Regions from separate parts of the Sus scrofa genome. Here regions 1, 2, 3, 4 and 6 are each linked to region 5. A link is a contact called in public Hi-C and HiChIP or PLAC-seq data. All regions are on one chromosome and are shown on one strand. Each heading gives the region's core, a stretch centred on a gene start, on an enhancer-like site or on the middle of the called end of the contact. The rest is flanking DNA. Distances are from core to core; before and after follow the strand shown.

Region 1 (4,083 bases), core at 805-3,304, 170 kb after region 5:
AAACAGGCACTTCTGGCTTTGCTCAACAAAATGGCATTGCCTAAGTCCCATGTATTTGATACACTCATTTTACTAATGCTATTATATTTATGTTCTAAAACAATATAAGATAGTCACACTGAATTTTTAGGTTGAAGCAGAGAAACAAGTAGCAGTAAATGGAATATGCAAATACTTACTGAACAAGTTTCCCAAATTTCATATGAAGATTACACAAACATGGCTTCATCTGAAGGATCTACTTTATTTCCACAATTACCATGATAAAAAAGTTTACCTTTTCAAATAGGTATTTATTTATCAGCTACTAAGACAGCATCCTTACCATACTGAATTGTTTTCATTTTCATATTTTCAGTAAGAAAATGTCTTCTATAGGAAGGTGTGCAACAATGAAGAAGGATTTTGCTATAGATTAATGAATTAGTTAAGATTTTCTTATCATCTGTCTTATTAATATGAAGATCACTTGCTAAAGACACATACATGAAATAAATTTTTAAGTCTGAGCTACAAAAATAGATAGGGTTAACATTTACTTAATATTCATTACACACCAGGCACCATTCTGGGCTCTGTACATGAATGATCTCATTTATGAATGATACCCTCACAATGACTTTTTAAATAGATATTACTACGCTTCTTTTATTGATGAAAAGATAAAGCTCAGAGAAGTTAAGTAATTTGCTTAAGGTCTCCCAGGGGAGGAGTCAGAATCAGGGCCTGTGCACCTGACCGCTATTCTCTGTGGCTTCTCACATATATGCGTATTTGTTAATTTTATCCATGGAGTAACATAATGAAACTCTGACTCAGTCCTTTCAACTCTAATTTAAACAAAACTTGCTAAATTTGGTGATTTGATCACCTATGATCATAAGTAGCAAATCAGAAAGGGTTGGAGGAGGGCTTCTATAGGCAGTCAAAGTAAAGCAGGAAACATTAAAAATATAGAAAGTTGAAACAGAAACTGAAGTTTATAGCAAAAGAGGATTATTCAGGGTAAGAAAAAGATAAATGCAGTTTTGGGAAGGAGTGGGCAGAAAGATGGAAAAGGTAACTACCATGTGCAGAATACCCATTATGTGCCAGGTGTTTGCCTTCATCCTCAGACGGCCCTGCCCAGCAGGCTGTTCTAGCCCCATTTTGAGGCTCAGAGAGGTTCAGCACCCTGCCCACGCTCGCTCTCATTCTACAAAAATGATTACAAAGGAAACACTTCTTGGCCTGAATAGGGGTAACAAGTTATCTGGGAAATGTACTAGCCCAAAATACCACATTTGATGGATAAGTGAGGTATCATAGTACCTTTTTTTTTTTTTAAAACTTTGAAACACGCAAACTTAGAAGATCCTAAATTTAGAAAATCTATAAGCTGAGGTTGTGCTAATGGGGGATTTTTCATTTCATGTCCTATTTTCTTTCTTTCTTTTCTTTTTTTTTGGTCATGGAATGCAGTGACTTGATGTGGAATCTCAGTGCCCAGACCAGGGATTGAACCTAGGCCGCAGCAGTGAAAGCCCTGAGTACTAACCACTAGACCACCAGGGAACATCCCTTCATGTCCTATTTTTAATTGTCTGGTATTCTTTTTTTAAACTACCAGTGTGGGGTTTTTTACTTAGCTAACATTCTTAGCAAATTCAAGGCACTGTGCCAAGAAATAGAGTGGCAAGAGATTGCCATTTGGAAGGGTTAGCAATTCAAAACAGAAATACACACACATACAATGTTCAGCCACACACTTTCAGTTAGCAATGTGAATTAAATAGAAGGGCCGGGCTGGACCCATTACATAACCAATATTTTGTTCTTACATTGCTTATTGCCTAAAGACTATTGTGAATAGAAGAACAGCAGGAAAACAATCCTACAAAGAATGAGCTACTCTAAATACAATAAAACTGTTCTGTAAAAGACCAAAACTGTAATAAAGGGAAATCCAGTTTTCTTGTGATGTTGAAATGTGCATTCGTTTCATTTAGCTCTGTTGCAGGAAGCACTCTATGCCCATTTAAGGCTGCTGACTAAACCACACTTCTATGCACATCCTCCGTCACTCCCCATGACCCCACCCCCATGCCCCGCTGTAAGCCCTGGTGCCCACTTAGGTGTGATTACCCCTGGTGCAGCCCTGCCATTGGTGTCTCTCTCAGGGGAAAGAGCTTGGGGTAGACGATCGTAAACATGGGCTCACTACACCGGTGACAGTGCCCGAGGGGGCACTGCAGCAGCTCCAGGAGACTTCTGGGTAATGAGACTGGAGACAGAAAGTTCAAATCTGGAACACAACAGAAAATCATACACAAATGAAAAATGAGATTTCCTTAAACAAGGCTTCTTAAGATATTTCTCTTCGTTAGTAAGTTCAATTAGTTAAAAGCCCTGCATATTGGGAGTTCCCACTGTGGCACTGTGGGTTAAGAATTCGACTGCAGCAACTTGGGTCCCTACAGAGGTGTGGGCTCAATCCCGGGCCCAGTTCAGGGGGTTAAAGGATTCAGTGTTGCCACAGTTGTGGCATAGGTCACATCTGGGGCTCAGATTCAATCCCTGGCCTGGCAACTTCCACATGTTGCCTGTGCAGCCATTTAAAAAAAGAACTGCATGTTGAAAAATCTGTTATCTGACAGGTACTGAATAAAAACATAATATAATTTGGAAATGAAAGATATTTTTTACATTTTTGATACTAAGAGAAAACCTAAATCTACTCTTTCAAGAGCAACTAGAAGCTGTTCTGTGGTGGAGGCAAGGAAAGAATAAAGTCAAATATTTTTTAAGAATAAAGGCATTAAGTTTACCCAGAAAGGGTCTGTAAACTTCTATAAGAGACAGAGAACTAAAAAAAAGGACTAGGACAGAAGATTAAAACTAAGTTTTATTAAGTTCTTCCTCAATCTATTGGGCATTTAGAATCTATTGAGCTAAATTATATTTAATGAAAAGAATAAAAGAGGAAACAAAGAAATCAAAGAAAATGAAAAATAATAAAACCAAGCTTTTCCTTGCCTCACTCCCAGGAGATGTCATTAATAAAAACAGGGTGCCTCCTTCCCAATTTAGTCTGAGCTACACAGAAGAAACGTTTAAAGTAAAAAACCCAGGCAATCCTGAGTGCAAATTTACACAGGGTTGCTATTGATAGTAAACATTCAGGAGAGACAGAAATAGTCAGGGGAGTTCCCGTCGTGGCGCAGTGGTTAACGAATTTGACTAGGAATCATGAGATTGCGGGTTTGATCCCTGGCTTTGCTCAGTGGGTTAAGGATCCGGCGTTGCCATGAGCTGTGGTGGAGGTGGCAGATGTGGCTCGGATCCCGCATTGCTGTGGCTGTGGCGTAGGCCGGTGGCTACAGCTCCGATTCGACCCCTAGCCTGGGAACCTTCATATGCCGTGGCAGCGGCCCAAGAAATGGCAAAAAGACCAAAAGAAAAAAAAAAAGAAAAAGAAAAAGAAATAGTCAGAATGAGGTGAAATCCCAAAATACTGAATCATCTTCAAGAAGGAAATACAAATTACCTTATCATCTTCTATATCTGTTCAGACATCAATAGCCATTTTGAAAAATGTAATTTACTCATAGGTAAATGACTTCAGTTTTCTGTTTAGTTTTAAAAAACAACTTAATACGTATGAGACTTTCCTGGAAGTCGCTATTAAATGTTTTTGTACGGACCCCCTTTATTTTAAAAAGCAAAGATAACACATTTAGCAGGGTTTTTTTTTTTTTTTTTCTTTTTTTTCTTTTTAGGGCCACACCTTCAGCATGTGGATGTTTCCAGGCTAGGAGCTGAATCAGAGCTACAGCTGCTGGCCTACGCCATAGCAATGTGGGATCTGAGCCACATCTGCAACCTACACCACAGCCCACAGCAATGCCACATCCTTAACCCACTAAGTGGGGCCAGGGACTGAACCCCCAAGCTCTTGGATACAAGTTGGGTTCATTACCATTGAGCCAAGATGAGAACTCCTCATTTAGCAGTTTTAAAATCACATGAAATAAATTTTCTTATTAATTTGCCTAGTGCACTCTTAATGCTTTAAGATATTCACTCTACAACACCTATGACATA
Region 2 (4,005 bases), core at 142-2,641, 230 kb before region 5:
AGCTCTGATTCAACTCTTAGCCTCGGAACTTCCCTATGTTGCATGTGTGGTCCTAATAAAACAACAACAATAACAACAACAACAAAAAAACACTTGACTTTTCTTCTAAGTGGGATGGAAAGTCATAGAAGAGGTTTCTGAGATTTTATTCTTTTAATCCTTTTGCTTTCTTGCTTAATTTGATTGCTAGTGAGGCTTAATTTCTTTTTTTCTTTTTTCTTTTTGGCTGCACCTGGGGAATGTGGAATTTCCTGGGCCAGGGATGCAAGTTCCACCACAGCAGTGACAGGAGCCACTGCAGTGACACCACTGAATTCTTAATTCGATGAGCCACAAGCAAACTTCCAGGTTTAATTTCTCTTCCCTGTTAGCCATTTGTGTTCTGATTGTGCAGAATTGTCTGCTCATGCTCTCCATCCATTTCACAACTTGGATCTTAGCGTGTTTATTATTTAAGATTAATAAAATTCTAATATTTTGCTGCATCCCTCCCCCCACAAGATTACTGGGGTTTTTTTGTTTGTTTGTTTTTCTTTTTTCTTTTTTGTCCGCCTCCGGGCAATATGGAGTTCCTACGGCTAGGGATTAGATCCAAGTGACCTACGCCACAGCTGAGGCAATGCAGGATCCTTAACCCCATGTGCCGGGCTGGGCACCGGACCTGTGTCTCAGCACTCCAGAGATGCCGCTGCTCCCGATGCACCACAGCGGGAACGCCTACCATTTGCTATTTAATTTTGCTTTCCTTTTTTGGGCTCAAGCTTTAAACCTTTGTGTTTTAGTGTGTAAAAGAATTCATCCATCACTTTTAAGCTTAAGGAGTCTCAGCCATCTGACATTTGATAAATTGTGTTTCTTTAGTCCCTGTTGTCACGGTTCAGGGTCTTAACATTCATGGACTTTTTTGTCCTCGTGCGCGGGGGGCGGGACAGAGCAAATTCCTCCTGCGTTCTGGCCCGGGAAGGTTCAGAATGCGAGACCCCTCAGACCAGAGGAGTTCCTTCTCCTCCGGAGGCCTCAGCTGGTGATAGGCACTCCATTGGCAATGCGAGCTTCTCGTTACAGATCAGGAATCCAGGTCTGGGCCAAAGTCCTCTTCTACTACTGAGAAAGCCGAGGCTCAGTGGAAAGCCCGAAGGGAGACTCAAAGGGTTTGATTGTCTAGAGCCGAGGCATAAACTGGAGCCTGGAAGAGCCGATGCAGCAGGGGCAGGCGAGCCTTTGCATCAGGGGTCAGGTCCTGGAGCTGAGGCCCCGCCGCGGCCCCCTATCCCGGCCTATCTCTCTGCAGGTCCTGTGCGGACCATCAGCACAGCTGGGCTCGGCCAAGTCCCCGCCCACCGCTGATTTCATTGGCTGCTTCGGCCGGCCCCACCTCCCAAGGACCAGCTGATTTTCGCAGCCAATGGGCTGCGGCGGCGGCAGCAGCGGCGACGGGTTTCGGCTGATCCCGGACGTGAGGTGCCCGGCTCTGAGGGAGGGAATCCGAGGTCCAGGTGGGGTGCCGCATGGGCTCTTTGGGTAGCCCCGCCTGTCTGTCTGTCGGGTGGCGAGCTATGGCTCCAGGTTCTCAGAGGTTGCCCTGCTGCCGCTGGAGGTGGGGCGTCCCAGGACGTGGAGGGCTGGCCCGAGGTTTCTGGGGTTGGAGGTCGGAGGTCGGAGGTCGGAGGGCGTGCCTTTGTGGAAAGTTGGGGCCTCGGAGGTCTTGGCATAGGGGTGGGCCGCTCTGGGCTTTTTCACTCGGCTCCTGTTTGAGGGCTCCCCCTCCCCGTGTCACGAAAGGAGTTCCGAGGGAAGCAGGCCTGCGAGCCGCCGGGGCGACCCGCGGGCGCGAGGAGAGTGGTCGCTTCCCTGCTCCTCCGAGCTCGAGCTCCAAGTGCGGGGAGGGGAGGGAGTGGGGCAAGGTGGGGGTCGCGCCAGGGCCACTCGTTCCCTAGGGGTCTGCTCCCCTCTGCCTCGGAAGGAACCCGGTGTGAGTTTTCACTTCTGGAAGTTCTTCCATCAACTTGGAGTGGTTAGGGCTGTGTTGTGCCTTCTATGCTGGTTCGGAAGTGATGATAAAAACCAGGTGTGAGGAGGCACTTGAAGGCAAAGGGACCTGTGAGAGACTGGACGAACTTCCTAGTTGGGTGGGGATCCTCCCCCTAACTTGCCTCAAGTGTGATAGAATTCATACAGTTTCAAAAGCGGAGTCTCAGAATTCTAGTCTTGACCTTAGTGAAGATAGTTGGGAATGCTTGAAGTATTGAGTAAGAATTTTTCGAGCAAAAGTTCTGAGTTTTAAGATTCTCAGTGCAAGGAAGGGAGTTGGGAACCGCCCTTACCTCTCCTGGCAGTGATCCCAGCTGTTGCTTTACTTCTCTGGGACTGAAAAGTTGTTTCTCTGCATGTGTGGGATTGAAGGACATGTAGCTGTGGATGAGGAATAAGGGGACAAAAAAAGGGGACTCTTGTTTTCTGTGCAAAAAAAATATGCAGCTGGGGGGGAAAGTGTTTCTATTTGCCTATCTCTCCCTTCATCTCATTGAGCATAAACATGTGTTTTGACATTTGTTTTATACAGACGGTATGTGTTGCCAATTTGTAATACTAGGCAAAGGAGTCATTTCTAACAAGGATACAATTATCATCAGTGTAGCCACGGAAGAATGAATATGCCTTGTGTGGAATTAACCCTGGGGTTTGGTTTTCAGTTAAGAAAATGAGGCAGAAGGGAGTGTTAACCAAGACCTTCCGAGGCCCAGCCAGTGTCTGTAGAACTCCGACCAGCCACGTTTACATGTTTGAGAATGGCAGTGGGGACTCGGGGGACTCCTCTGAGGAAGAGTCCCACCGGGTGGCTCTGCGGCCTCGGGGCAAGGAGCGCCAGAAGAAGGGTGCCCACCAGTCTCACCAGCCTGGAGCAGGGGATGTGGTGCTGCTACAGCGGGAGCTGGCCCAGGAGGACAGCCTCAACACGCTGGCTCTTCAGTATGGCTGCAAAGTAAGAAACCCCACAAGTGACAGTGCCACCTGCCCTCTGCCACCTGTGTTTAGAAAAGCAGAGGAGCTCCCTGAAGTTTAGGGAAACTTTCTACCCTTTCCTGACCGCCAGAAGTGGTTGGGAGAAGTCCTGCTGCAAAGGATAGCCCTGTCTAGCTAGAGATGGGAGGCAGGTACCTTCCATTCTAAACCCTGGGGCATAAAGAGAGGGGATTAGTTAGAAAATGTTTTTCTGATTTTACGTTAATTTTATTTTTTAGATTTATTTTTTAATTTTATGATTGTAATTTTTTCCGTTATAGTTAATTTACAGTGTTCTGTCAATTTCTATTGTACAGCAAAGTGACCCAGTCATACATATATATATTCTTTTTCTCACATTATCCTCCATTATGTTCTATCACAAGTGATTGGATATAGTTCCCTGTGCTATATACAGCAGGATCTCATGGTTTATCCACTCCAAATGCAATAGTTTGCATCTATTAACTGCAGACTCCCAGGTTCCCTCTCTGCAGAATACTTCTCTTCTTCCTTGTTTTCCAAACTGAAATTCTGAAACCTTTTTTTTTTCTTTTGAGCACATTTTGTTTAAGACATAAGAGGGCCAGAGAGCTAGGCAGAATTTAACCAAGATTCTTTGGTATGCTTGTTGTTGTGTGTTTTTTTGTTTGTTTGTTTGTTTGTTTTGCTACTTTTCTGTTTTTAAAACTTTCTTGCTGGTTGTTGCTTATTTGGTAAAGTTTTACCATCTCTGTTTTAGAACTGCATGACCTAGCTTTTGTATGCTGTGCATCTATATAACACTGTTTCTCTCTTTAATTATGTTTTTAGCATTCAGAGTGGTTAACAATGGCAAAGTAAGTAGGAAGGTATTTATAGAACTGCTGTGTTTTCTCCTAGGGTGAAACTATTTATTTCATTTTGAAAATACTGTGCTACTGTTTTCTGTAGCTTTCTCTAAGGCTATACAACTACTTATTTTTAAAAAATTTCTTCATTCTTGAAATGTCTCTCATTTAT
Region 3 (3,866 bases), core at 233-2,732, 150 kb after region 5:
TACATGAATTCTCCATTAAAAGCTTTATCTTTTGTCAGAGCATAATCTCACACTTTCCATTTGTGGCCTTTCTGCAAAAGCCCAAGGCTGAATTGAGCCTGCTCTTCCCGACTTTTCTCAATGTTATCTGGACAACAGTGTGTCAAGCACATAAGAAATCTAGGGTCAAAATGTAGATTATCTAATGCACCAGGTATTTAAATAACAGTGCACAGGCTATATTTAGAATCAACCTGCTAAAAACTAGTAGCAGAAGTAGCTGAAGCCTGTTTATCTGATGTAATAAAAATATTTCAAAGTCAATATAAATTTAAACATAAACCCATCTAATGAAACACCGGAAGTCATATTTTGATTTTTCTCTCCCTTTCTCAGTAGCCAGAAAATGTTCAAATCTAGAAAGAAAAGGATCAGAACTTTTAAAGCCCAAAATATCTTCAAAATCTTCTCTTTAAAAAAAATCTTATCAGAAAATAAAAAGTTCAAAAATTATTTTTCTGTAAATAGTCTTCCAAAATAAGTGTGTATTTCATCTATAATCTACATTTTTATTTTTAAAACCCCTCATAAAAGTCTCTTAATATGTTGCAAAGGTTTACAAACAAGGTTGTAACTTTCCAGGGCACCCTTGTGAAGCCTCTGCTGTCATCTAACTGGCTGCCAACTCAGGCACTCTTGTCCTTACCTAGTCCACCCTCCACTGCTCTTCAATACTACTGAGGTTTGTAGGGTTTGCTGAAATTCATTAAAAACATGAGGAATAACCTCTGGGGGAAATAATTCTCTGGGGACAGAAAGAGAAAGGAGAAGATGACAGGTAGCAATGAAGGTATGTGTGTCCAAAAACTGATTTAGTTACATTATGAACAGAGTTTTTCAGGGAACTGAAGCTTCCTCTACATTAGATTTGGGCAGGTGTATCAAAGTAAATACTCTGTCTGCAAGACACACTTCCAGAGAAAGAAAAACACAGAAGACAAAGGGTCCTTAATTTGAGGGAGGATATATTCCGACGTGGGGGCAGGGTGAAGGCATTTCGGCTCTGAAGCTCTATCGAGATATTTCCAGGTTCTGCAATCCTGGAGCTGGATAGGACAGGGCAGGATGATAGGATCTGTTGGTCTGGCTGGGCTCTTTTGTCCCGCTGCTGCACAATGTGCGACTTGCAGGAGACTGCAGTGTCAAGCTGGCAACACTCCTGAGGCTCCTGAGTGTCTATCAGCTCAGTAGGTCAAAAGTCTGCAGGCACTGGGTGGAGCAGCAATAAGCCACAAAACTAACAGCTGCCCTCCTGCAAGGGGAAAGAGGGAGAGAAGGACACTGTGAGTTCAAGAGGAAAGTCTCAGGATTCCTTCCATTAGAGACAGTCTTCTTGTCAAAATAAAGGACTAGGTGTGGTCAACCAAGTACACAACAGAAATGTAAATTCCTTCTAAAACTGAGGAATGAAATCAGATGAGTCATGCACATGCTCATCTGGTTAGCAGTTTTCAGATGACGTAACATCCCTATGCTGGCAGCTGAGGAAGAATAAGCTTCATGCATGTTACAGTCTGAATTCTGCTTATTAGAACCAACAGCACAATGACAAAATTTGAAATACATTATAAAAAAAATCACGTAGCAGAAAACGTCACCAATTTATCTAGAACACACAAACACACAGAACTTAAAAAAACATAGTTTTGGAGTTCCCGTCGCGGCGCAGTGGTTAACGAAACCGACTGGGAACCATGAGGTTGCGGGTTCGGTCCCTGCCCTTGCTCAGTGGGTTAACGATCCGGTGTTGCCGTGAGCTGTGGTGTAGGTTGCAGACGCGGCTCGGATGCCACGTTGCTGTGGCTTTGGCGTAGGCTAATAGCTACAGCTCCGATTAGACCCCTAGCCTGGGAACCTCCATATGCCGTGGGAGCGGCCCAAGAAATAGCAAAAAGACAAAAAAAACCAAAAAAAAAAAAAAAAAAAAAAAAAAAACCAACAAACAAACATAGTTGTAAGGAATTTATCCTACGAATGTATTTCTGCAGGTTACTAAAGAGGTTATTTCAGAATCTGAATAACAGACTTTGAGGATTTTCTCCCACAGAGCAGAGGAGTTCTATCTCAAATTCCTGTTTGGCAACTTTCTTCAGTAAGTCATGAGCCCTCTGATCCACTCTGTGCAGCTCTAGCAGTTAGATGACTTGTTTTCCCACCAGAAGTGCTATCCTCTGGTGAGAAGAGAATGTAACCTATTGCCGTTTTCATTGGACCCCCTGTGCCAACTGTTTTCTATTTTTCCCACCCCCTAACTCAGTCTTTGCCCTTCTCTGTAGTTCAGGAAGGTGACATCTAAAGACCCTACAAGCAAAGCTGCCTGGTTGCTGGTTTCTGGCTGAATTAGGCCAGTGGGAGGCATAGCAGGAGGGAGAAGGGCATGAAGAGAGAAAAGCTGAATATTTTCCTTTTTCTTCTCTTTTAAAAAAGATCTAGTTAATAAAGGTATAGTTACATACAAACATATAATAAAATTCACTCACTTGAAGCTGATGAGTTTTGAACTACAATTGTTTAACACCACAATCAAGATATAAACTATTTCTCATATCCCTAAAAGTTCCTTGTGTCCAGTTGCAGCCAGCACACCCCCCCAAAAAATTCCCTGCCAAGTCTCTGGCAAACATTGATCATTTCGTTTCTCTGTGAGATCTGTGGGCCATTGTAATTCTCTAAAAGCTTTGCCATTATCTCATCTTGGATGATAAAAATCTCAAGACAAGCGCTAGACCTAATTTTATGGGTTCTTAGATTTTTGAACTAATCCTGGATTCCCTTATCAACTTGTTCCAACTAGGTTGGCTGATGTGAGGATAACGTCCCTGTGGATGGACCCTCCTGTATGGCTCCAGTCCTCACTAGGCTTTAGTAACAATTTTGACAACCAACCAGGCAGTTGACAACTCTGCCTTAGCCTTTACTTCCTGCTTGCAGAAAATCTCAGTTTCAAGGAGAGGTGGGCTCTTGGGGACTTCTTGGGACTATTCTGAGCATGCTCACATCCTTATGCATGCACATGGCCTTACATACTCCCATCATTATGTTAGTGCTTTTCAAAGCCCTTATGGAAAACTCATTCCCCCAATTTTCCTCTTCAGCTTTATGGTTAGTGTATTATTTGCAACAGTTATCCACAGTTTCAGGCATCTGTGAAGTTAAGTATTTGCCCGTAATTGTTTTGAAAATTTTTGACAAATACCCTTAGAGAAGAGGCTTTTTGCACTGGTGAACTCTGACTGACCTCAAAGTTCAGTCAAATAAAGACAAGCTTGCAAGCAGGGTTTTTCAGTGAACAACCACACAGTGACAGAGCTCTGGAAATGGGCCTATGAAGATGCTTCATCTACCTTCTACCCCTTTCCAGTTGCTTCCAGGCTGCTGGTTTTAACTGTGATTGCAGATTCTGGGTTTTCAATGTTAAGACTAGAAGATGGATTGATGCCCACATTCTCCACCAAAAAAAAAAAAAAAAAAAAAAGGCTAGAAGATGGGACTATAAATCTAAATATCACAAAATTCTCTGTTCCTACTGAGATTCAGTCACTTTTTTTGAGTAAATACTCTGCAGATTGTTCTAAGCCTTTTATTAATTTTCAGAGTTACGAAAAATTCAGTTTTGGTAATTTTTGCCAGTTTTCTTACTGCTTTTATAGAAAGGTTGACTGTTTCTACTCCACTGGGCAGGCCCCTTCTGACAGCTCTAGTTCTCAAGAGCCTCCAGATCTTCCTTTGTCCTTCATACCTACAGATTAAGAACAGTAAACCTTCCTACTGCTCTAAGTTCCCAGGTACTTTATCACCCTTGCGGGTACTCTGAACTCTGCCTGAAC
Region 4 (3,903 bases), core at 343-2,842, 150 kb before region 5:
CATGCATATATTTTGTTAGAATTGTAGGTATTTTTCTTACTTTTGAATATTTAAATGGTATTTTAAAATTTCACATTCCAGAGTTCCCGTTGTGGCACAGCGGAAACAAATCTGACTAGGAACCATGAGGTTGCAGGTTTGATCCCTGGCTTTACTCAATGGGTTAAGGATCTGGCGTTACCGGGAGCTGAGTTGTAGGTCGCAGACGTGGCTTGGATCTGATGTTGCGGTGGCTGTAGTGTAGGCCAGCAGCTATAGCTCCGACTAGACCCCTAGCCTGGGAACCTCCATATGCCACGGGTAGCAAAAAAAAAAAAAAAAAAAAAAAAATTCACATTCCAACTGTTCACTGTTGGTACAAGAATATAAATTGACCTTGTACCCTACGACCTTGCTAAACTCACTGAAAGATCCCAGGAGTTGTTTTTCTACATAGATTCTTTATGCTTTTCTACACAGATATTGTATCTTCTGTGAATAGAGGCAATTTAATTTCTTTCTTTCCAACATGTATGCATTTTACTTATTTTTCTTGCCTTGTTCCATCTAGGACATTCAGTACAATGTTGAATATGGGTGGTGAGAATAAACATAATTGCCTAGTTCTTAATATTATTTTATGGAAAAACAATGTTTTCCCCTTATTAAGCATATTAGTTATAGAATTTCTGCAAATACTCTTTATTAGGTTAAAAAAGTTTCTTTGTAATTTGAAGTTATTTTTATTATGAATGAAAGTTGAATTCTGATAACATGGTGAATTACACTGTTGAATTTTCAAATTTGGAATCAGTCTTGTATTCCTGAAATGAAACCCACTTGGTCTTAAATATTATCCTTTTTGATATAATGATGAATTTATTTACTAATAAACTACTATTTCTTGAGCATTTTATGTCTAGAGTCCATGAGGGATATTGGCTTGTAGTTTTCTTTCCTTATAATGGAATATTTTGGTTTGTATTAAGTAATGCCAGTCTGATAAATGAGTTCAGAGGTATTCTCTCCTTGTCTCTTTTTCTGAAAGAAATTATGTAGAATTGATACCGTTTCTTCTTAAATGCTTGCTAGAATTTGCCAGTGAAACTATCTGGGTCTGGTTTTCTTTTTTGGAAGGTTTTAAAATTGGAATTCGATTTCTTTCTTTTTTTGGGCTCCATCCATGCCATGTGGAAGTTCCCAGGCCAGAGATCAAATTTGTGCCACAGCAGTGACACCACCAGATCCTCAGCCAGCTGCATCACAAGGGAAGTTCCTGGAATTCAATTTCTTGAATAGATATTTACTATTCGGCTTAACTATTTCTTCTTCAGTGAGTCTGGCAATTCTTAGGTAATTTGTATCTTTCAGAGAACTTGCTCATATCATCTAAACTCTCAAATGTATTAGAATAGAGTTGTTTGTAGTATTCCCCCCATTGCCCCACTTTTAACTACAGTGTTGTTTTGTTGTTTTTGTACAATAATTGTAGTGTTATCTTTCAGAGTTTTTTGGGTTATGTAATTCCTTCATTCTTGATACTGCTAACTTGTGTTCTCTTTTCCCTTGGTCATCTTGGCTAGAAATTTAGCAATTTTATTGATCTCTTAAAATAAACTAGCCTTTGGTTTGACTGTTTTTCTCTACCGTCTTTCTGCTTTAAATTTCATTAATTTCTACTCATTCTTTCTTTTCTTCTAGCTGCTCTGAGTTAAGTTCTCTTTCTTTAGTTTCTTAAAGTAAAAGCTTACTGACTTGGGATCTTCCTCTTTTCTAATATAAACATTTAAATGCTATGAATTTCCCTTCTCAACACTACTCTCGCTTGTCCCCAAAATTGCAATGTTGTATTTCTCAAAATTTTTAAATTTATTATTATTATTATTTTTTGCTTTTTAGGGCCGTACCCCCTAGTTCCCAGGCTAGGTGTCAAATTGGAGCTGTACCTGCTGGCCTACGCCATAGCCACAGATAGCAGTGTGGGATCCGAGCTGTGTCTGTGACCTACACCACAGTTCACAGTGATGCCTTAACCCACTGAGTGAAGCCACGGACTGAACCCACATCCCCATGGATACTAGTCAGATTCATTTCTGTGGCGCCACAACAGAAACTCCCCAGTGCTTTATATATGTGTGTGTGGTGTGTGTGTGTGTGTGTATACATACACTTTTTTTTTAAGTTTTCCCTTGAGAATTCCTCTTTGACCTATGAGCTATTTTAAAAGTATGTTATTTAATTTCTATATATGGAGATTTTCCTGTTGTCTTTCTGTTACTGATTTTGTTACAGTTAGAGACTAAAATCTGTATGATTTCAATTCTCTGAAATTTGTTGAGGTTTGTTTGATGGCACAGGATCTGGCCTATCTTTATGAATGTTTCAAGTGCCCAAGTGTCTCAGAATGTGTTCTGCTGTTGTGGAGTATTCTATAAACAACTCTTAGGTCAGGTCTGTTGAAGACTGCTCAGGTCACCTAGACTCCTGATTTTCTGCCTACTGTTCTATCAATTACTGAGAGAGGAGTGTTGAAGTTTCCAACTACAACTGTGGATTTTTCTCTTCCACTTTTCAGCTCTCAGTTTTTGCTTTATGTATTTTGAAGGTCTGCTATTAGGTGCATATACATTAAAGATTCTTCTTGGTAGATGAACTATGCAATGTCCTTCTTTACCTCTGATAATATACCTTACTGTGAAGTCTACATTGTCTGAAATTAATATGGCTATACTAACTTTCTTTTTGTTAATGTCTGCATGGTATGTTTCCCTCTATCCTTTTATCTATGACTTTCATATTTAAAGTAGGGTTCTTAGAATGTACAGTATGATCTTCCTTATTCAACCAATCTGATGTTTTGTCTTTTGGCTGATGTCTATGAACACATTTACTTGTAAGGCTGGATTAAAATCTACAATCTTGCTAGCTATATTTCATTTGTTCCAGTTTTTCCCTTTTTCTCCCATTTCTTGGGCTATTGGAGTGTATTTTTATCTTCTTTTTTTTTTTGGCATTTTAGGGCCGCACTCATGGCATATGGAAGTTCTGAGGCTAGGGGCTGAATCGGAGCTGTAGCTGCTGGCCTAGGCCACAACCACAGCAATGTAGGATCTGAGCTGTGTCTGCAACCTACACCACAACTCATGGCAACGCCAGATCCTTAACCCACTGATCAAGGCCAGGGATTAAACCTGCATTCTCATGGATACTAGAGTCAGGTTCATTAACCACTGAGCTATGATGGGAACTCCTGGAGCATACTTTATATTTCCATTTTATCTCCTCTATTGACTTACTATTTATACCTTTTTAAAATTTATTTTCTGTAGTTGTACTAGGGTTTATAATATACATCTTCATTTAATTAGAGTTTACCTTTGAAAATATACCACATCATGTTTAAAGACCTATAAGATCATATTTCCCCTCTCTGTTGTTTGTTATCATATATTTTATTTGTGCATGTACTATAAACACAAAATTCACTGCCACTATTTTTATTTCAGAAAGCCAACTATATTTTGGAACAATTAAAAAGTAGGAAAACACAGATCTTGCTTTCTAATACCATTCTCAAGAAGAGGAACCAAGGTTTCTTAGAGAAATGCCCAAGTCTAGGACTGGGGCAGAAAATAAACAAGATGAGCCTAAAACATTTTGCAGTAACCAGAAAATAAAATAGCAGCCCCCCCCCTCCCCTCAAAAAACCCCCACAAGGATGAAGTATCTGAAAGGGGCCCAGGAACCAACTAAAATAGTCCTCAGTAGCTAAAGCTGGAACAATCTGAACAACAGAATAAGCTAATATTGGTAGAATCATACATTGACAGGATTTAGTACTACTGACACAAAGTATAAAATAAATGTACATGAGTCCATATTAATTTAAATAAATGATTAAATAAATAAGAGAACAGATAAGTC
Region 5 (3,980 bases), core at 797-3,296:
TTTGTTTAGAGAGGTCACTGATTGCTTTAGTAAATAAGTTTCTACTGGACGTGGGCTTCCAACAGAATTGTTGAAGACTGTCTACAAAGTATTTAAATCACTAGTTCTTCAAAGTATTTTCATTGTAACACCATTATTACAACTTTTTACTACAGTGTTCACTGAGAATTAAAAGTAATTCCAGAATCAGTGCATCATCATACAGAACTAATTAGTTTTACATGACATTTAACATGTGTTCGTTACATTTGATACAAAGAAAAACTAAAATTTACATCCACTTGAGTGAAAACGTGACTTTTTTCATAAAACAAAGCTGCCATTCACAGAAAAAAAAAAAAGTAAAGACTGAGCCCTCCAAAAATAAACCAAAAAAACAAAACAAAACCATAAAGTGTACATACAAAAGCCATAATAACACAATATGGTTATTTTATCCTCATTTCCTAAATTCATACTACTAAACAAATGCCATTTCTGTGTTTGGGGAAAAAAAATTTTAAGCTATTTTGTTTACCTTTTCCACAGACTGTTCAAGTACTGCCAAGGTAACACAGATTTTAAAACTGACAACTGGAGTACTTGGCAGTTGCCAAAACAACACAGCTGGATTCTTAAAGGGAAAGTGCTCTTGTGTAATGTACACCTAATTACAGCTTTAGAGACCCTTCTCTTCATACAGTAACAGATACAAGACACAAAAAAAAATGCTGTGCTATAACTTAAAAAACTTTAGACAATACGTGTTTAAAAATACACACACTCTTGTTAACACAGCACAGCAGGCCTTTCTAAAAGCACATTTACTGGGATCAAAATCTCACAGTAAACTAAAACTCAGATTAACACTGTGCTGTTCTTCTCCAATACAGTTCCCTCCTGGATCATGACAGGAGGCTCGCTTATCTCAGGAACCATTCAAGTCTGAGGACATTTTTATAGCTACATTTTAAAAGGAAAAAACAAAACAAAACAAACCTTGTTTTTCTAAATCAGAAATATTCATCTTTTCCAAACTTGTCTGCACTATCTCACCTACTAATAAATCCTCACTTATCAAAGACGGGTGGAATCGAACTAAAAGGCGAAGTTTCTATCTCACAAAACCCTCCGTGCGATCCGGGATCTACTTGGGTGGATGTTCAGGGGCAGCGAGCAGCTCCCTCTGCAGCCCCTTGTCCGCGAGACGTCTCGCCGATCGGTGGGGCGTCTGCACGGGCAGGTGCTCCCCCAAGCCGGGGCCACCTCCTGGAACCCTGGGGCGACCTGGCCACCGGTTCGCGCGCGCGCGCACACACACACGCACACACACACACACACACACACACACGGAGAGCTTGGACCTACATGTTCTGCTCCGTTAGACCAACATTCTCCCAAACCAGAAGTGGGGGAACTTCATATCCAACCAGGGCGCAGAACGCCCCTCCACACCAGGGGTCAGGCCCTTCGGGTGGACCCCGGCCTCGTAAGGCAGGATGAAGAAAAGGGTCCTCGGGCGTCCCCCGCCCTACTCCAGAGTCTCCCAGCCCCAGGGAACTCCTTCAACTTTCAAGAAGGCGACGTCCACCACCGCCCCCAGCCCCACTCGCGCCGCGCACCCAGGGAGGCTCCTCGAGCCGAGCCCGCGCGGCCCAGCCTGCCTCCACCGGCCCGAGACACCCCTCAGACCTCCGGCCCGCCCTCGGGGCACCCCGCCCCCACACCCGCAGGCGCCCCGCCCCGCGGCGCCCACCCGACGCGACCACCCCACCCGCCCCGCCGCGGCGCACCTCGGCTCCGGCCCTGTGCCAGCCCGACGCCACCCCGTCCTGGCGTCCCCAGAGCCCCGCAGGCGCCCCTCCCGGGGCCGCGCCGCCCCTCGCCCCGGCGCCCCCCAGCCCCGACCCGGCTCCCTCGCTGAGACGCCGGCCCCGCAGACCAGACCGTGCCGCCCGCAGTCCTCACCACGTCTTAGGCGCAGCTGCCGGGCACACACACGCCGCAGCCCGGGCCCGCCACCAGCGCTCCGCGCCGCCCGGAGCCGCCTCCTTCAGCCCGGGACTCGCCGGGACGCCCGCGCACGGATCCCCACACCGGGGCTATTTTTAGGAGGCAGGCCCCGGCCGGGCCGGAACTCGTTCCTTCCAGCGCGCGTGCGCACGATGCTGATGGACTCAGTGTCCCTCCGCCGACCTCGCTTTTTCCTCCTTTTCCCTCCTTTCCCCTTGCTCCCTCTTTTGCTTCTCCCTTAAGGTTTCTTCTCCGAGCTGATTTACCCTCTTGGTGGATAGTAGAGCACTTAGAGTAGGGAAGACAAGGGTGCGGGCAAAGAGGGTCACAATGTTTGGAAGCGAACACTACCCCACAAGGACGTGAGGAGCGGACTATGTTTTCTCGGGTGGGTGAGAGACGGCTCACCCGGCACAGGAAGGAGATGACGGCGGTTTGGCGCCGGGGCTACGGGCTGGAGCTTGCTTCCCTCTGAAGGACCGTGTTCTCCTGGAAGGGATACTGGTCACTTGACAAGGGCCTGGGCGCCTCCCAGGGCGGGGCGGCCCGGCGGCGTCGCGCCCTGCAGCCTCCGCCTCCCCCGCCGCTGCCTCCCCAACCGGCCGTGGGGGCCGGGCCGGGAGCGGCTCCAGTGACGCGGCGCGTGGCAAATCGCCGCGCGTGGCTGCCCGCTCCAGCCAACCCGGGGTGCCGGGGGCGGGGCTGGGGCGGGGCGCAAGTCGGGCAGTCTCCCGGAGTGCTGTGCCAGGCGGCGCCCTTCGGGAGCGGCCAGACACCCCCTGCCGGGCTCCTGGAACCGTGGCCAGACCCCAACCCTCGGGACACGCTTGGCGCCCCCAGGTCTCAGCTCGCCACGCCCGCGCCCACGCCCTCATTGCGGACAGGACGCACCTGTGCCCTCGCCTGGGCGGCCACTGGGTCACCCTCACTGAGCAAGCACAATGGAACACAGGCCCCTGGCGCTTCGTGGCGGCTCGGACCCGGCCCCCAGACAGTACAACTTGGAGGGACCTGGATGGCAGGCGGCATCTTTCGCGCTGGCCAGCGAAGCTCCCCACGTCCCAGAAGAGAGAACCTACAAATCTTGACCATTAGTAATCGCTAATTACAAACAGGCTCAGCTAGTAAGCCTTGAGCGCTAAACTGTGCTGAATGGTTTGCGTACGATAGTTCAAGTATTCCTTGCAACATGCGTAGGAATTAGAATAAGTTTCTATTCCCATTTTACATAGGAAAGGGAAGCTTAAGCACTAAAATGACGGTTTAAGTAGTTTCGATGATTAAGGTTTAAGAGGAGGGCACTGAGCCCTTGAACTCCTAACCACTGTGCGTACCGCCTTTTCTGAGAGCAGGACAGAGGGGATGTGCTTGGCACAGACAGCCATTCTGTTTTGGAGGGTGTTGGGCTTTGTCGCGGGAGGTCATTAGGTGAGCCATTGCGGTCCTTGCATCCTGAAGGCTGCTGGCCTCTGGAGTTTCTATGGCCACACTGCCGACCTCTGCCCCCAGAGGTACCTATGCAGTGGACACGAAGCCAAAGAGTTATTTTCACTTAGTGAAAATGAGAAAATCAGTCCCAGAGCACTTTAAGACAAAGTGATTGGGGTGGGTGAGCAGATTTGCAGAGGCTGTGGGCAGAGGAACTGGGAAGTTACAAAGGAAGCTGGAGGCTGGCAGGCTTCCTCCCTCAAGGACAAGGCAATATACTGGGAGAACCCAGCACAAAAGCGACACAGAAACACCAGATACTGGGAAATAAACCTGGAGTTGTGCACAGAGCCCCACAGTGTCAGCATTCGGAGGAGTCAGCAGCAGGGACTTGCAGGGAGGTTTTTTTAAAACAGGTTATAATTGGGTGTAACTCAGCAAGTCAGTAGAAATGCATGCTTTTTAACCTGCCAGAGGCTGCAAAGCCAGCTGGATTTGACTTCTCTGCTCCAAGAAAATAGAAGAGTTTGGCACTTTTCCTTCACAGTCTATGATCTGAG
Region 6 (3,894 bases), core at 1,113-3,612, 220 kb after region 5:
TAGGTTCTCAGGTAGAGTGAATTAAACATAATTTTCATGACCATTTTATAACCATATAAACCTATATATGGATCTTTATTCCAACAAAATTAAAAAGTACACCTGTTAATAAGCTCAGCTAAGTGAAAGCACACTTTTAGAAAACAAAAGAGTCAAAGAAACTTTAAGATTCTAACAACACAAAAGAAATAAACCTGGTGTGGTAATATATCATGAAGGAATAAAGAAACAGAGTACAAAGTGTGGGCTCAAGTTAAAAACTGGAAAACTATCAGCCAAATCTAAAACTAGAAATTTGGCCAGGTTTGGAACCTGCGCCGATGTGGGGACAACAGGATACTCTTACGGACTCTGCTGTTTTTCCTTCATTCCCTAAGGTCCATGTTTCCTGCTTGTATCACTTCCATCAGCCTGAAGAACTTTTATTTCTTTAAGAGTAGTTATGTAGGAAACAAATTCTCCCAGTTTCCCTTTATCTGGGAATGTCTGTATAACATTGTAATTTCCAGAGGTTCTTTTCATTAGACAGAGAATTCAGTGTTGCTCATTCTTTACTCTTGGTGCTTTAAAGACGTTTTTCCACTGTGTTCTAGCCTCCATGATGTCTAAGGAAAAATCCGCAGTTACTTGAATCATTATTTCTTTGGGCATTTTCAAGATTTGTCCTTTATCTTTAGTCATTAGTAGGTTGATTATAATGTATCTATAAATGGCTTTCTTTGAATTTATCCTTTCTGGGATCTGATGAGCTTTTAAAATTTGTAAACACATGTCTTTCACCAAATGTTTGAAGTTTTAGCTATTATATCTTCAAATTTAAGAGTTATTATATCTGGGTAAATATAATAAATTATCACTTTTCTCCCTTTAAGTTCTTTGTTATATATAATTGCTGAAAGCATTTCAATACATGAGCTACAACTTAAATAACACAAAGGTCAGTGGGGGAAAGTGAAAATAGTTCACAGCAGATTTTGAAAGATATGCATAATGTAATACCTAAAGCAGTAACTAAAATAAATTAAAAAAATAAACCCCAAAATACAATAAATGAAGACAGAATTCTAAAATATATTAATACCAAAAAAGGCAGGAAAGAGGGAACAAAGAAACAAAAAGATGTTACAGACACACAAAACAAAACCGTAGGCTTAAATCTAAAAAGATCAATAATAAATTAAAAGCAAACTGCTTGAGAACACCAAGTAAAGGAGATTATCAGACTGGATTTAAAAACAAGACCTTAGTACATTCTATTTAAAAGGAATCTGTTTTACATATAAATGTATAGGCAAGTTAAACATAAAATAACAGAAAACCTATGCCATGCAAATAATGCCCCCCCCCCACAAAAGCTGTAACTTTCAGTATGATGGAGTGAGGAGGATGCCAAATCCTCTCTGAAGAAGCAAATATAAAATTTTACAAAATTATCAAAAGCAACCATTTCAACACTCTGGAAATTGACTTAACAGTGTTCAAAAAATAGAGAAGAATTTATTCATGAAAAACTATTGTACTTCAGATAAGAAGAGAGAAATCAGTAGCATGCTTCCTTAGGGTGGCTCCCATTCCCTCATCTAGCTTGGTTAGGACAATAGTTCTAACATGGCAGGGCAGGCTGCAAAAAACCTGCAGCTTTACTGATGGAGTAGGCTGACTTGGAACAAAAGTCAGAGGGTTGATGTGGAATGAAAGGTGCAAAACCTATATCCAGTACTATTATAAGTAGCAATCTTGCCTTTTTTTTTTTTTTCTTTTTTTGGGTCTTTTTTAATGCCACACCCCCGGCATTTAGAGGTTCTTTAGGCTAAGGATCAAATGGAACTGTAGCTGCCAGCCTACATCACAGCCACAGCAATGCCATACACCCCAGCTAAGGGCAATGCCAGATCCTTAACCCAACTGAGCAAGGCCAGGGATCAAACCCACGTCCTCATGGATACTAGTCAGGTTTGTTAACTGCTGAGCCACGACAGGAACTCCATAAGCAGTAATCCTGGTCACAAGCAAACATGGGAGAGGCTGAGGGGTATTTCTGATTAGGGCAAGCAATGGAATAAGCAGATGAGCCAGGAATGTTAACAAGAAGGAATGGGGTTATAAAACAGTCAGAGAGACATTTGATAGTCTCTCCACATATCTGAGGCTGACAGGAGGTGGTGAGCAAACACCACAGAGGCTCAAGAGACCCCAGAGGGCTGAAGCTATTTCCAATCCCAGCTCTACAGAGAAGTTGCTCACATGCACAGAAGAGAAAAGAGAGGGTCCAACAGAAAATTATAGCTGGGGTAAACCTGCAAACTGTCTAAATGCTAAATGTGTTTCTGAAACCACATACACACAGATCCACTGACAGAGGACAGAAGCTTTATTGGCTTAAGGTGTTCAGCCACTAAGTTATACAGACACAGGGCAAAAATCACAGAAAGGTTTAAAAGTTAAAACAAAAATAATAATAATAAAGCCCCACCAAATAAAGATATCAACGGTCACACACTGTGGGGAAATGAATTTCATGTTTTAGTTCAAGCAAATTACTAAGAAAAACAAACAAATAAATAGCAACAATAGCAACAATCTTCATGTAGGAAAAAATAATCAGGATTCAGAGTTGCTACAATACAGTATTTAAAATGCAGGTTTTTTTTTTTTTAATTCTAAGATTTGCAATAAAACAGCAAAGTATAACCCATACTCACGAAAAAAATGAGTAAATAAAAACTGATTCTAAGTGGATGCAGACGTTTGATTTAGAAGACAGCGTCAGCAGCTATAATAAAAAGCAGCTATACTAATTATGTTGAAAGAACGAGAAGAACAAGTTTAAAGAACTGGAAGAAACTATGACAATGACTTGAAAAACAGAAAACTTATTCTCAATAAAGAGAAGAAAACAAATTTTGGAGCTGAAAAATACAAGTGAAAAGGAAAATTCACTAGTCAGTCTCTACAGCAGATTTGAATAGGCGGACAAGCAATCAGTGATAAACAGATAACAAAAACTATCCAAATAGAAACAGGCAAAAAAGACTGAAGAAAGTGAATAAGGCCTTAGAAATCTGTAGGACAAAAACAACTGCACAAATATTTGTGTGATGGGATTCCCATTTAAAAAAAAAAAAAGGATAAAGGGGAGAAAAAAATATTTGAAAAAAATAGTTGCTGTAAATACCAATTTTGATGAAAAATATTATTCTAATGATCCAAGAAGACAAATAAATACAAAGTAGGATAAACACAAAGAGATCCACACTTACACATATCATAATCAAACTGTGGAAGACCAGAAAAATCTCAAAAGCAGCAAGAGAAAAATGATTTGTCATGTTTACAGGAAAAATAAACACACACTCACATGCAAAAGCCTAACTTCTCACCACAAACAATAGAAGCCAGAAGGCAGTAAAATAACATATTCAAAGTGCTAGAAAATAAAAGCTTTATAAATGAGAAATTCTATATTTACAAAAGCTATCCTCCTAAAATAAATGCAATATAAAGATAATCACAGTACAGATACCAGACACAGACACAGAAAGACAGAAAGATGCAGAAAGAAAGAGTACCAGAAATGGCAAAAATACGGGTAGACAGAAAATACCCTATAAATACATCATTTTCTCTTTTCTTAACTTCTTTAAAAGATACAAGATTATATGAAGCAATAATTGTAAAATTATATTACAGAGTCATAACATGTATTCATGTAATATATATGACAGTAATAGCAGAAAGGAAAGGAGAAGATGTGGGACAATATTGGATAAAGTTTCTAAAATTTACCAGAATTGTTAGTTTTAATCAGAAATAAATGGTAATTTATTAAATGCTTATCCCAATTCCCAGAACACAAATAAGCTCATTAAAAATACGTAGTTTAAAAAGCAGACA

What was found. Hi-C and Micro-C count contacts between places; a contact is called where the count stands out from the background. HiChIP or PLAC-seq counts read pairs in DNA pulled down with a chosen protein or histone mark.
Region 1: an H3K27ac HiChIP or PLAC-seq map of alveolar macrophages shows a contact between it and region 5. The contact joins two enhancer-like sites. A contact is called at or near these places in 4 of 47 Hi-C or Micro-C datasets (alveolar macrophages, embryonic fibroblasts, fetal heart ventricle and 1 more) and 2 of 2 datasets of contacts at active chromatin or transcription factors (alveolar macrophages and skeletal muscle).
Region 2: a Hi-C map of liver shows a contact between it and region 5, with 4 times the contacts expected there. The contact joins the promoter of LYSMD4 here to the enhancer-like site in region 5. A contact is called at or near these places in 4 of 47 Hi-C or Micro-C datasets (embryonic fibroblasts, fetal heart ventricle, heart right ventricle and 1 more) and 2 of 2 datasets of contacts at active chromatin or transcription factors (alveolar macrophages and skeletal muscle).
Region 3: an H3K27ac HiChIP or PLAC-seq map of alveolar macrophages shows a contact between it and region 5. The contact joins two enhancer-like sites. A contact is called at or near these places in 2 of 47 Hi-C or Micro-C datasets (embryonic fibroblasts and mesenchymal stem cells) and 2 of 2 datasets of contacts at active chromatin or transcription factors (alveolar macrophages and skeletal muscle).
Region 4: a contact with region 5 is called in a Hi-C map of liver, with 2.1 times the contacts expected there. The contact joins two enhancer-like sites. A contact is called at or near these places in 1 of 5 promoter capture datasets (liver), 6 of 47 Hi-C or Micro-C datasets (embryonic fibroblasts, fetal heart ventricle, liver and 2 more) and 2 of 2 datasets of contacts at active chromatin or transcription factors (alveolar macrophages and skeletal muscle).
Region 6: a contact with region 5 is called in an H3K27ac HiChIP or PLAC-seq map of skeletal muscle. The contact joins two enhancer-like sites. A contact is called at or near these places in 1 of 47 Hi-C or Micro-C datasets (embryonic fibroblasts) and 2 of 2 datasets of contacts at active chromatin or transcription factors (alveolar macrophages and skeletal muscle).

Annotation. Positions count from the first base shown.
Region 1 is chr1:138,164,897-138,168,979 of Sscrofa11.1, reverse strand. LRRC28 (leucine-rich repeat-containing protein 28) reads right to left here. Exons shown (of 10, transcript XM_001925096.7): 9 at 2,125-2,284. Among named protein-coding and RNA genes, the nearest start is that of LRRC28, 170 kb to the right of the region's middle. Within about 2 kb of position 2,054, at least 7 of the 83 cell types and tissues checked have an H3K27ac peak or open chromatin away from gene starts, as enhancers often do. A contact at or near this core is called in alveolar macrophages, where this site is marked.
Region 2 is chr1:138,564,956-138,568,960 of Sscrofa11.1, reverse strand. LYSMD4 (lysM and putative peptidoglycan-binding domain-containing protein 4) reads left to right here and starts at 1,391. Exons shown (of 3, transcript XM_001928238.7): 1 at 1,391-1,496; 2 at 2,694-2,983. The coding sequence starts at 1,406.
Region 3 is chr1:138,187,142-138,191,007 of Sscrofa11.1, reverse strand. LRRC28 (leucine-rich repeat-containing protein 28) reads right to left here. Exons shown (of 10, transcript XM_001925096.7): 10 at 1-1,291. The coding sequence ends at 1,219. Among named protein-coding and RNA genes, the nearest start is that of LRRC28, 190 kb to the right of the region's middle. Within about 2 kb of position 1,482, at least 14 of the 83 cell types and tissues checked have an H3K27ac peak or open chromatin away from gene starts, as enhancers often do. A contact at or near this core is called in alveolar macrophages and skeletal muscle, where this site is marked.
Region 4 is chr1:138,489,525-138,493,427 of Sscrofa11.1, reverse strand. All of the region lies in intron 6 of MEF2A (myocyte enhancer factor 2A), which reads right to left. Among named protein-coding and RNA genes, the nearest start is that of LYSMD4, 76 kb to the left of the region's middle. Within about 2 kb of position 1,592, at least 1 of the 83 cell types and tissues checked has an H3K27ac peak or open chromatin away from gene starts, as enhancers often do. A contact at or near this core is called in liver, where this site is marked.
Region 5 is chr1:138,339,762-138,343,741 of Sscrofa11.1, reverse strand. No RefSeq gene overlaps it. Among named protein-coding and RNA genes, the nearest start is that of MEF2A, 57 kb to the left of the region's middle. Within about 2 kb of position 2,046, at least 76 of the 83 cell types and tissues checked have an H3K27ac peak or open chromatin away from gene starts, as enhancers often do. A contact at or near this core is called in alveolar macrophages, embryonic fibroblasts, liver and 1 more, where this site is marked.
Region 6 is chr1:138,119,374-138,123,267 of Sscrofa11.1, reverse strand. All of the region lies in intron 5 of LRRC28 (leucine-rich repeat-containing protein 28), which reads right to left. Among named protein-coding and RNA genes, the nearest start is that of LRRC28, 120 kb to the right of the region's middle. Within about 2 kb of position 2,362, at least 1 of the 83 cell types and tissues checked has an H3K27ac peak or open chromatin away from gene starts, as enhancers often do. A contact at or near this core is called in skeletal muscle, where this site is marked.